3 separate regions of the Danio rerio genome follow, and all the other regions are linked to region 2. Evidence: chromatin contacts called from public Hi-C data. All regions are on one chromosome and are shown on one strand. Each heading gives the region's core, a stretch centred on a gene start, on an enhancer-like site or on the middle of the called end of the contact. The rest is flanking DNA. Distances are from core to core; before and after follow the strand shown. Region 1 holds the start of nsd1b (nuclear receptor binding SET domain protein 1b). Region 2 has its middle 22 kb from the start of znf346. Region 3 has its middle 16 kb from the start of nsd1b.

The links. Hi-C and Micro-C count contacts between places; a contact is called where the count stands out from the background.
Region 1: a Hi-C map of embryo shows a contact between it and region 2, with 2.8 times the contacts expected there. The contact joins the promoter of nsd1b here to the enhancer-like site in region 2. A contact is called at or near these places in 9 of 18 Hi-C or Micro-C datasets (caudal fin, embryo, fibroblasts and 3 more) and 1 of 4 datasets of contacts at active chromatin or transcription factors (caudal fin).
Region 3: a Hi-C map of embryo shows a contact between it and region 2, with 4 times the contacts expected there. The contact joins two enhancer-like sites. A contact is called at or near these places in 8 of 18 Hi-C or Micro-C datasets (caudal fin, embryo, fibroblasts and 3 more) and 1 of 4 datasets of contacts at active chromatin or transcription factors (caudal fin).

The regions. Positions count from the first base shown.
Region 1 is chr21:41,013,713-41,016,469 of GRCz12tu, reverse strand. nsd1b (nuclear receptor binding SET domain protein 1b) reads right to left here and starts at 1,410. Exons shown (of 23, transcript XM_073935469.1): 1 at 1,309-1,410; 2 at 1,052-1,182.
Region 2 is chr21:40,774,087-40,776,786 of GRCz12tu, reverse strand. No RefSeq gene overlaps it. Among named protein-coding and RNA genes, the nearest start is that of znf346, 22 kb to the right of the region's middle. Within about 2 kb of position 1,381, at least 36 of the 62 cell types and tissues checked have an H3K27ac peak or open chromatin away from gene starts, as enhancers often do.
Region 3 is chr21:40,997,667-41,000,366 of GRCz12tu, reverse strand. No RefSeq gene overlaps it. Among named protein-coding and RNA genes, the nearest start is that of nsd1b, 16 kb to the left of the region's middle. Within about 2 kb of position 1,381, at least 20 of the 62 cell types and tissues checked have an H3K27ac peak or open chromatin away from gene starts, as enhancers often do.

The sequences.
Region 1 (2,757 bases), core at 161-2,660, 240 kb before region 2:
TCCAATCTGCCAAACAACAAGTAAATATCCAACCTGATTGCACTGCAAAAAAAAAATGCTTTTCTTACTTAGATTTTTGTCTTGTTTTTAGTCCAAATATTCAAAAATTCTTAAATCAAGAAGAATTTTCTAGGAAAGCAAAACATATTGTCTAATAATAATATGCCAATATTAAGCGAGTTTTTCCATAAAACAAGCAAAATAATCAGACAATGGAGTAAGCAAAATATATCTTTTTCTTTGACATAAGATTATTTTGCTTACCCCATTGGCAGATCATTTTGCTTGTTTTGAGGAAAAACTCACTTAATTTGGGCTGTTATTCCTGAAAAAAAGGCAATAGGTTTTGCTTGTCAAGAAAATTCTTCTTGATTAAGGAATTTTCAGATATTTGGACTAAAAATAAGACAAGAAAATTTAAGTAAGAAAAGCTTTTTTTGCACTGTGTAATCCCATTATTTAAAACACCCACTAAACTTACTCTCTGTATATCTGGTGATCTTGACATTTATATTTGAAAAGATACATTTGTGAACTATTTTATAAAAGAAAAGCTACAAATTGTATTTGTCTATATATTTTTTTATATAAATACAATCTAGATATTAAATTGAAAATGTATTGATGTATCTGATTTTTACACAAAATTAAACTAAATTCCTCAAAGTTTTCAGCACGACTGTAGGTTCGGACGGGTTTACAGTAGTAGGGCCAGTATGGAGAGCCATTTCGAGCATACTCCAAAACATAGGGACGCAGCAATGAAAGCGGCGCACATATATGACAGAGCCAAGCATGAACTCTGACACACACACACACAATTCACACGAAGTAGTAGTATAAGATTCGGCAATGACATACATGTGCAACCCCTAGCGCTGGGTTCATTGCCACGCGTGCTAATCTCATTAATATGTATATCTTTGTATTTTAATACTATGTATCTCCGGGTAAATATGCGAGTTCACACAGGGTTACGCCTGTCTTTTCGTTTAAAAGACAAAAAAACAAACAGAATGTTATACTCAAGGAAACACCGCTGAAATCTTACCATTTGCATGTTGACAAGTGTCATTCATACTGAAACCACTTCGTTTGTGCGCGTGAAATGACCCCTTTTCCCAAATTGTGAAAGTGGATCAAGAAAATCCCAGCCGCAGCTGCAGTAGTAGGCCAGAGAACCTGAGAACACATTCACGCTACCATCACTCTCCAGCCCTACAATATAAAAACACAGCAAAGACATGCATTATAACACTCACGCAGAGAGCAGGCTTCCCAGTGCGCGGTGTCTGAGTCACAGCGTACCTCCGCTTTACGATACGGACGTTGTACTTTTCATTTTCAGTGATTATGCTTTCCTTGCTGTCGACCTGCTCCTGGTTCTGTTTCAAGCCCGTGACTGTATGTGTCTATGAACAGCAGCCAATCGGCACAGCAACCCAGCCCCCTGTGAGAGGAGCTCTCCTCAACTCCTGTGCTTCACTTTATCCCCAAAACACATCCCAATAAACGCTCAAATGCATTTTTAATCGAACATTTCAACGTCTTTTCAACATTTTCCCCAGTTATACGCGCTTTTATAACGGGTTGACGTTTCTGCTATTAATTGACAGCATGTTTCATTGAAGTGATATGACAGAAAATTCTGAAACAAACATAAGTGTTTAACACAAACATTAGGAACATTATTTAAATACGCGTTTTGATTGTAAGTTCAGCGCTCTTGTTATTCAAGATGGAGTCTGCCGTGTGCTGGCACAGGCCACAAAGTGTTAAATTTCGATTTTGAAGTAAGCCTTTATACATCCAAGAAGTTGTAGCTCGCCTTTCAACGACGCTTTTTACATTGTGTTAATGATAACATGCCTCGCGCTCAACGTGTTCTATGCGTTCTGCAGTGTTACTCCATGAATAATGGCAAATTCGTGTAACGTTATATATATATGTATTAGAAGAGGATGTGCGTAATAAACAAGGCACAAACATCGCCAGCAACGCGGCTTCTCCGTCTCATTAAGTCACATCTTCATAAAATGGCATCGAATCTGTTCATTCAGGTTATATTTGGGCGTGTGAACAAATACACCGCGGGTTTGATTTCCTGCTTCTGCCGTTAATAAAACAATTCTGGTGAGAGAAAATGGAGGAGTCGGACATTATGCCGACGACTGTGCCAAGGATTAATGTCGTGCGAGTTTGGCATTTGAGCGATTTAAAGCGACGAACAGATATATTTTTATCCCATTTCAATAAGTGGCAGCGATAACATGTATTTGGGGTAGTTTGCAACATGTCTGTTTCAAATCCTGCATAACTCAAAACTGTTCATCGTCCGGTTAGGGATATTTTAGGGGATGGCGTGTTCAGGGCTTGGGGACTGCCGTCGTATCCACTCGACGCAGTTAAAGATGTTTCTCTCTGTCATCTTTAAGGGAAATCTGCGAAAGATGTCAACACTGGCGTTGAGCTGAGAGAGAAAGTGTTTCAGAGCTGTCTGTGGGCCTGCTGTTGCTGTTTTCTGCTTCGCCTGAACAGCGCCGCACCTGACAGAAAAAAACACACCCGGGGTAGGCTAAGTTACAGCAGGAAAAGTACACGGAATTTGCGGACGTTTTTTGCTATTTCTGCGGATAATTTTGGTAAAAATCTGCGGATTTCTGTGGAATTATTTTGGGAGTATCATAACTAAAACCTTAACATGTGAAATATTTAATATTATCTTTTTAACTTTTATTTAATATTTAAAATGCAAAT
Region 2 (2,700 bases), core at 132-2,631:
TTTTCATGCATCAAAATATATTTTGGAATGTATTCCAAGGTCAAGAAAATGCATTTTAAACTGTGGACGAAGATCTGAAGTATCAATTATTTAAAATAAAAATGATTTATACTCTTAAAATAAGAGTAAAAGAATAGAGTGACAAATAATGCACAGCACAACACATACTTAAATATGTTTGCTTGTTACTGTGGCTGTCAATAAAAGTTTTATTTATTTTTCAAGTTTGTCTTTTTCAGTTGAAGTCAGAATCATTAGGCCCCCTGTTTATTTTCCCCAATTTATGTTTGCACATTTAACACATTTATAACCATAATAGATTTAATAACTAATTTCTAATAACAGATTTCTTTTATCTTTGCCATGATGACAGTAAATAATATTTGACTAGATATTTTTCAAGACACTTCAATACAGCTTAAAGTGACATTTATATGTTTAACTAGGTTAAGAAGGTTAAGGTAATTATGTAAGATATGATGATTTGTTCAGTAGACTATCGAAAAATATAGCTTAAAGAAGCTAATAATATTAATATAATAATAATATAATAATTTTGACATTAAAATGGTTCTTAAAAAAATAAAAACTGCTTTTATTCTAGCCGAAATAAAACAAATAAGACTTTCTGCAGAAGAAAAAATATTATCAGACATACTGTGAACATTTCCTTGCTCTGTTAAACATCATTTGGGAAATTTAAAAAAAAGAAAACAAATTCAAAGGGGGGCTAATAATTCTGGCTTCAACTGTATAAGTACTTTTCAACTAAATACATATTTAAAAGTATGAGGCAAAATATCACATTTTTGTATGAAAATGTATTTATTTTTAAGAGCTTTCAAACCTTTTTTTTCCAAATACATTGTAATATAACTTTAAATGTACTCCTGGCAAACTCTTGACTTAAAGTTTTGATTCGATGTAAAAAAAGTAAAAATTTGTTTTGTAACTGAACACTTTTGGGCTTTACAATATAGGTATTCAGTGTATACTACATAAACATAATCAACTTGAAACTGGAAAAAAAATTTTGAAAAAAAAAAAAAAACTACTGAACAACGATCATTCTTGTACCTTTGACTATACATAGTCAACATTAAAAAACCTTTCGATTTGAAAACTGTTCACAATACCCATTCAGTCTTTTTTAACAACTTCATACTCTGACTATAATAGGCTTATATATTACATTTTGAAAATACATTTCAATATATATTTGAATGTGTATATATTTTTACCGGATGAGAAACTGCTGTGCTAAGATCTCAGGAGGGAATACACAGGGAAAGCTGGCGGTGGGTTTGTACATTGAGTGGGTCTGGGTCTGTTTCAGCCTGCTAGTGCGCTGAACTGAACTGTGTTGTTGTTTATGCCGTGGCGCCTCACTGGAGGGCAGAAGCCGCTCTCTCGGTGAATGGAAAGGCTCCAGATCCTCCCCCTTCGAGTAAATAGATCTTATCAATGAAAATAGTCAACCCTCCTCCCTGCTGCCGTTTTATGAATGAAAATACCAAACCGCGTTTTCGCCACGCATCATGGCTGTTATTGCACGCATTAGCATTTATAGTGCTCATTTTGCTAAATAGTGCTAGCTTTTATGCTTAAGTGCTCGTTTGTTTTTCTTTTTATTTGAGTTTATTTGTTGTGCTTCAGCAGTTCAGCATGCTACTGAGCCCCTTTGAATTATTTTTTTTTATATATTTCCCAAATTATATTTAACAGAGCAAGGAAATGTTCACAGTACGTCTGATATTTTTTCTGCTGGAGAAAGTCTTGTTTGTTTTATTTTGGCTATAATAAAAGCAGTTTTTAATGTTTAAAAAAACATTTTAAGGTCAAAATATTTCGCCCATTTTTCGATAGTCCACAGAACAAACCATCGTTACAATGAATTGCCTAATTACACTAACCTGCCTAGTTAACCTAATTAACCTAGTTAAGCCTGTAAATGTCACTTTAAGCTGTACAGAAGTGTCTTGAAAAATATCTAGTAAAATATGTGCTGTTATCATGGCAAAGATAAATCATAAATGAGTTATTAAAACTATTAGAAATGTGTTGAAAAAATCTCTCAGTTCAACAGAAATTGAGGGGGAAATAAAGGGGGCTAATAATTGAGGGGGGCTTAATTCTGACTTATTGACATTTATAGCTAAAATACACTGATTCTTATACATGACGGTGCTAGCAATTCAGTTGTTGGTTTAAATGTCAGTTTTCCAAAAAATAATAATAATAATAATAATAATAATTTAGCTGGTTTACATAGCACATTTGAAGTACATTACTTCAGAGAAGAGATTTGGTAATGACAAATCTGTAAGAGTCCAGCAGTTTGGTGAATGTGACACCCAGGTCAGGTCTCTTCATCATGGCCAAGTGTGCAGCATTTTCCCATTCACACTTGCTCTTCGCTAGTATTTTCTTTAGTCGCCTTTAAAAATGAATTTAAAACATTGTCCCCTCTGTAGCACATTGTGTGCCATTTAACTTACAGAAAATGGTTATAATTTTCTGTGTTAAATTCTGAACGCCCTAATTGTCTGTATACTGTGAATGTCTCTTGATCATCGAAAGACGGCAATTAGGAAAAAGCTAAGGCCAGTGTGTAATGTATGCCATCTTGTGGACAAAGTCTGAACATATTCGAATACAAGATTGAAAAACGCAACCCAAAACTGTTTTTTTTCCCCCAAA
Region 3 (2,700 bases), core at 132-2,631, 220 kb before region 2:
CATGGGGCATGCCAGAAAAATTAACTGGAGACTAACAGCTCCGGCAATTTACATTTTTACAGAAATCTCTTCATAGAGTGTTTTTTGCAAACTTTAGTGTAGTTTAGCACTGTAGGTGGTAAAAAGAATGCAGGGTTAATTTCTGTTTGTTGGATTTTAAGATGCAAAGCCACTTTTAAAGTATACCTTTATTCTTTATGTCCAGACTGCACTGTTATTTTGACAGTCACATCACAGTCCCTGCAGTTTAGCAAAACCGCTAACTCCTAGAAAAGGTCCAGAAAAACCAGAGATTAGATGTTCTCTGACTTGTTCCTCTTTTTAGCTTTGTACTGCATGCAGATGAAGGTTATCTGAGGCATTCATTTTCCATGTCATTTTGCACGTCAAGGACAGACATATAATTCAGAAACCATGTTTTAAAAGTTGGTTCACCCGAAAGTAGAACTCTTTCCATAATTTTCTCACTCTCATGTCAAATGATTTTATGGCAACACTTAACTGCTTATCTGTTGATACTGCTCTTTTAACAGACATTTAACTAACTATGAAAAACTTAGCAAGAACAAGTTAATTTACAGTAAGCCTAATCCCAACATAAAAGTCTACCTATAATCTAATGAGAATTAGTTGGCATGTAGATGCAATGTTACGTAAATTCAACAAACGGACCATCAAAATAAAGCGTAACCGATTTTCTTTATTCTGCAGAACACACAAAAAAGCAGATCCTTTCAGTTTTTCAGTCCAATTTATTAAAGTCAATACGATCCAAAGCATCCAAGCTCTCTTAGGTATAATGCAGCATGAACTAGCTGGTGTTTTGTACATCTTCTGAAATTGTAACCTCAGATGTCTTGACTTGTGAAAACCCATGAGGTTTGACATGTGCATACCACAGGCCAATCTACTGATGCTGATCAATGCTCACATTTGATTGGATGTTTGGAGTTTAAATGTTGAAACCACATTGGCTTTCCATGTGCAAACAAAACAGTTCACATACCTTTTTGTAAGACAATACAACAACAAATGAGTTTTGAACAACAAGCAAATCACATGCCTTTTCTACTACAGATTGTAGAACTTCACTCCTTTGCATCAATCATAATCTATTTTCTACAAAAAGTTTCTACATAATCTAAGATTCTACAAACCAACAATGCGTAACATGGTCAAACAAGACTCACAAGCAAACTGTCAATGGCGTAAGTCAATGGAAATGCCTATTGATATCTCTAATCACTCTTATTTGGACGTGCACTTTGCTCTCTCTCAGATCTCAGCTGACCTGGTTTGCCTGAACTCGGCCCATCTCCAGTGTCTCCTCTCCAGGCCAGAGCAAAGGGCAAACCTGCAGGGCAAGACGGGACGGACGAGCCTCTGCAACGGTCTGTCTGGCGGGATGAGTTTGTTCAAACCCTCATTCACAGACAAAAGCCAGAGGTCTCCGTTTGGCCTCCATACAAAGACTCTGAGCTACTCTTGGCAGAACTATAAACATCCTTTCCTTTATGAGGGACACTTGCCGTTGCTTAAGGAAGCGCTGGAATAAACAGCGCCAAGAAGTTCTTCCTCTCCTAAATCTCATATGTCCAATTAATTAGTTTATTAAGATGAGGGAAAAAGTGTGCGCCTCCTCTCGGTTGTTTCCAGACAGGTTTAATGTGCATTTAAGGCCGGACAATAGGCCGTTCATTCATATGCAAAAGCGAGGTATATGGAGCAAGCCAGTTTTTGTGGGCAATGACTCAGACACCGATTGAAGGGCAGTGGGGCATGACGAGAGGCCCTCCCTGTATCTGCCCGCTGCAGCTCTCTCTGCTCCCAAAAAAGAAAGGGCTGGGCTCTACCCGGTGGGGTGGAGTGGGGGGGTAGAGGACAAAGAGCACAGCCGTGAAATGGCGCTTGTAAAAGACTGGCACCGGCCCCCTCATTGAGATGTCAATCTGAATCGTGGTTCTGTGGGATGAGGCCTGTCATATAGCTGTTGATGAGACAGTAGAGGGTTTAGGGCTCCTCGCTGGTGCGGGTCATGATCTGATGCTGGTGAGAGCCTCTTCCTTCCCACCGTTCAATGGGTTCAGCTTTATATTTAATTTCGTTTGCTAAGTCGTCCTGTGTGAACTCTACTCATTTGAATAAAACCCATGTTGTTCATTCTGATTTGTGAGTGATCACCTTGTGATTCAGGAACTTCTGACAAAAAACTGATCAATGATCACTTTGGTTAGCAGTATTCAATTATAGTTTTTACAGTTAACAAAATTCACAGTAAGTTTATGAGTTTTTATTTTCAACCTTACATTTTCACACTAGTTTTAAACTCAGCTTTATGTTTCGACTGCGGCTCAGTGGAAATAATTGCATTTTTGTGAAACTATATAATATTGACTAGTTTCTAGGTAAAATGAACACTACTGCCCATATAATATGTCATCTGAAACGTGCATTAAAATGTTCTCTAAGCAACTTCTTTAATGGTTCACAAAAAATATATACACATTTTGTGAAGCTGCTTTGGAATGATATTTTTTGTGAAAAGTGCTATACATGTAAACTTGAATTGAATTAAATTGGAAACATAACATAACCATGATAATTGACTGTTATTTAGTACCTTTATACATAAAATAATAAGCCATGTACTATTTTCCATACTTGTTAATTTCCATGAATTTTTTATTTTTTGAAAGCCTT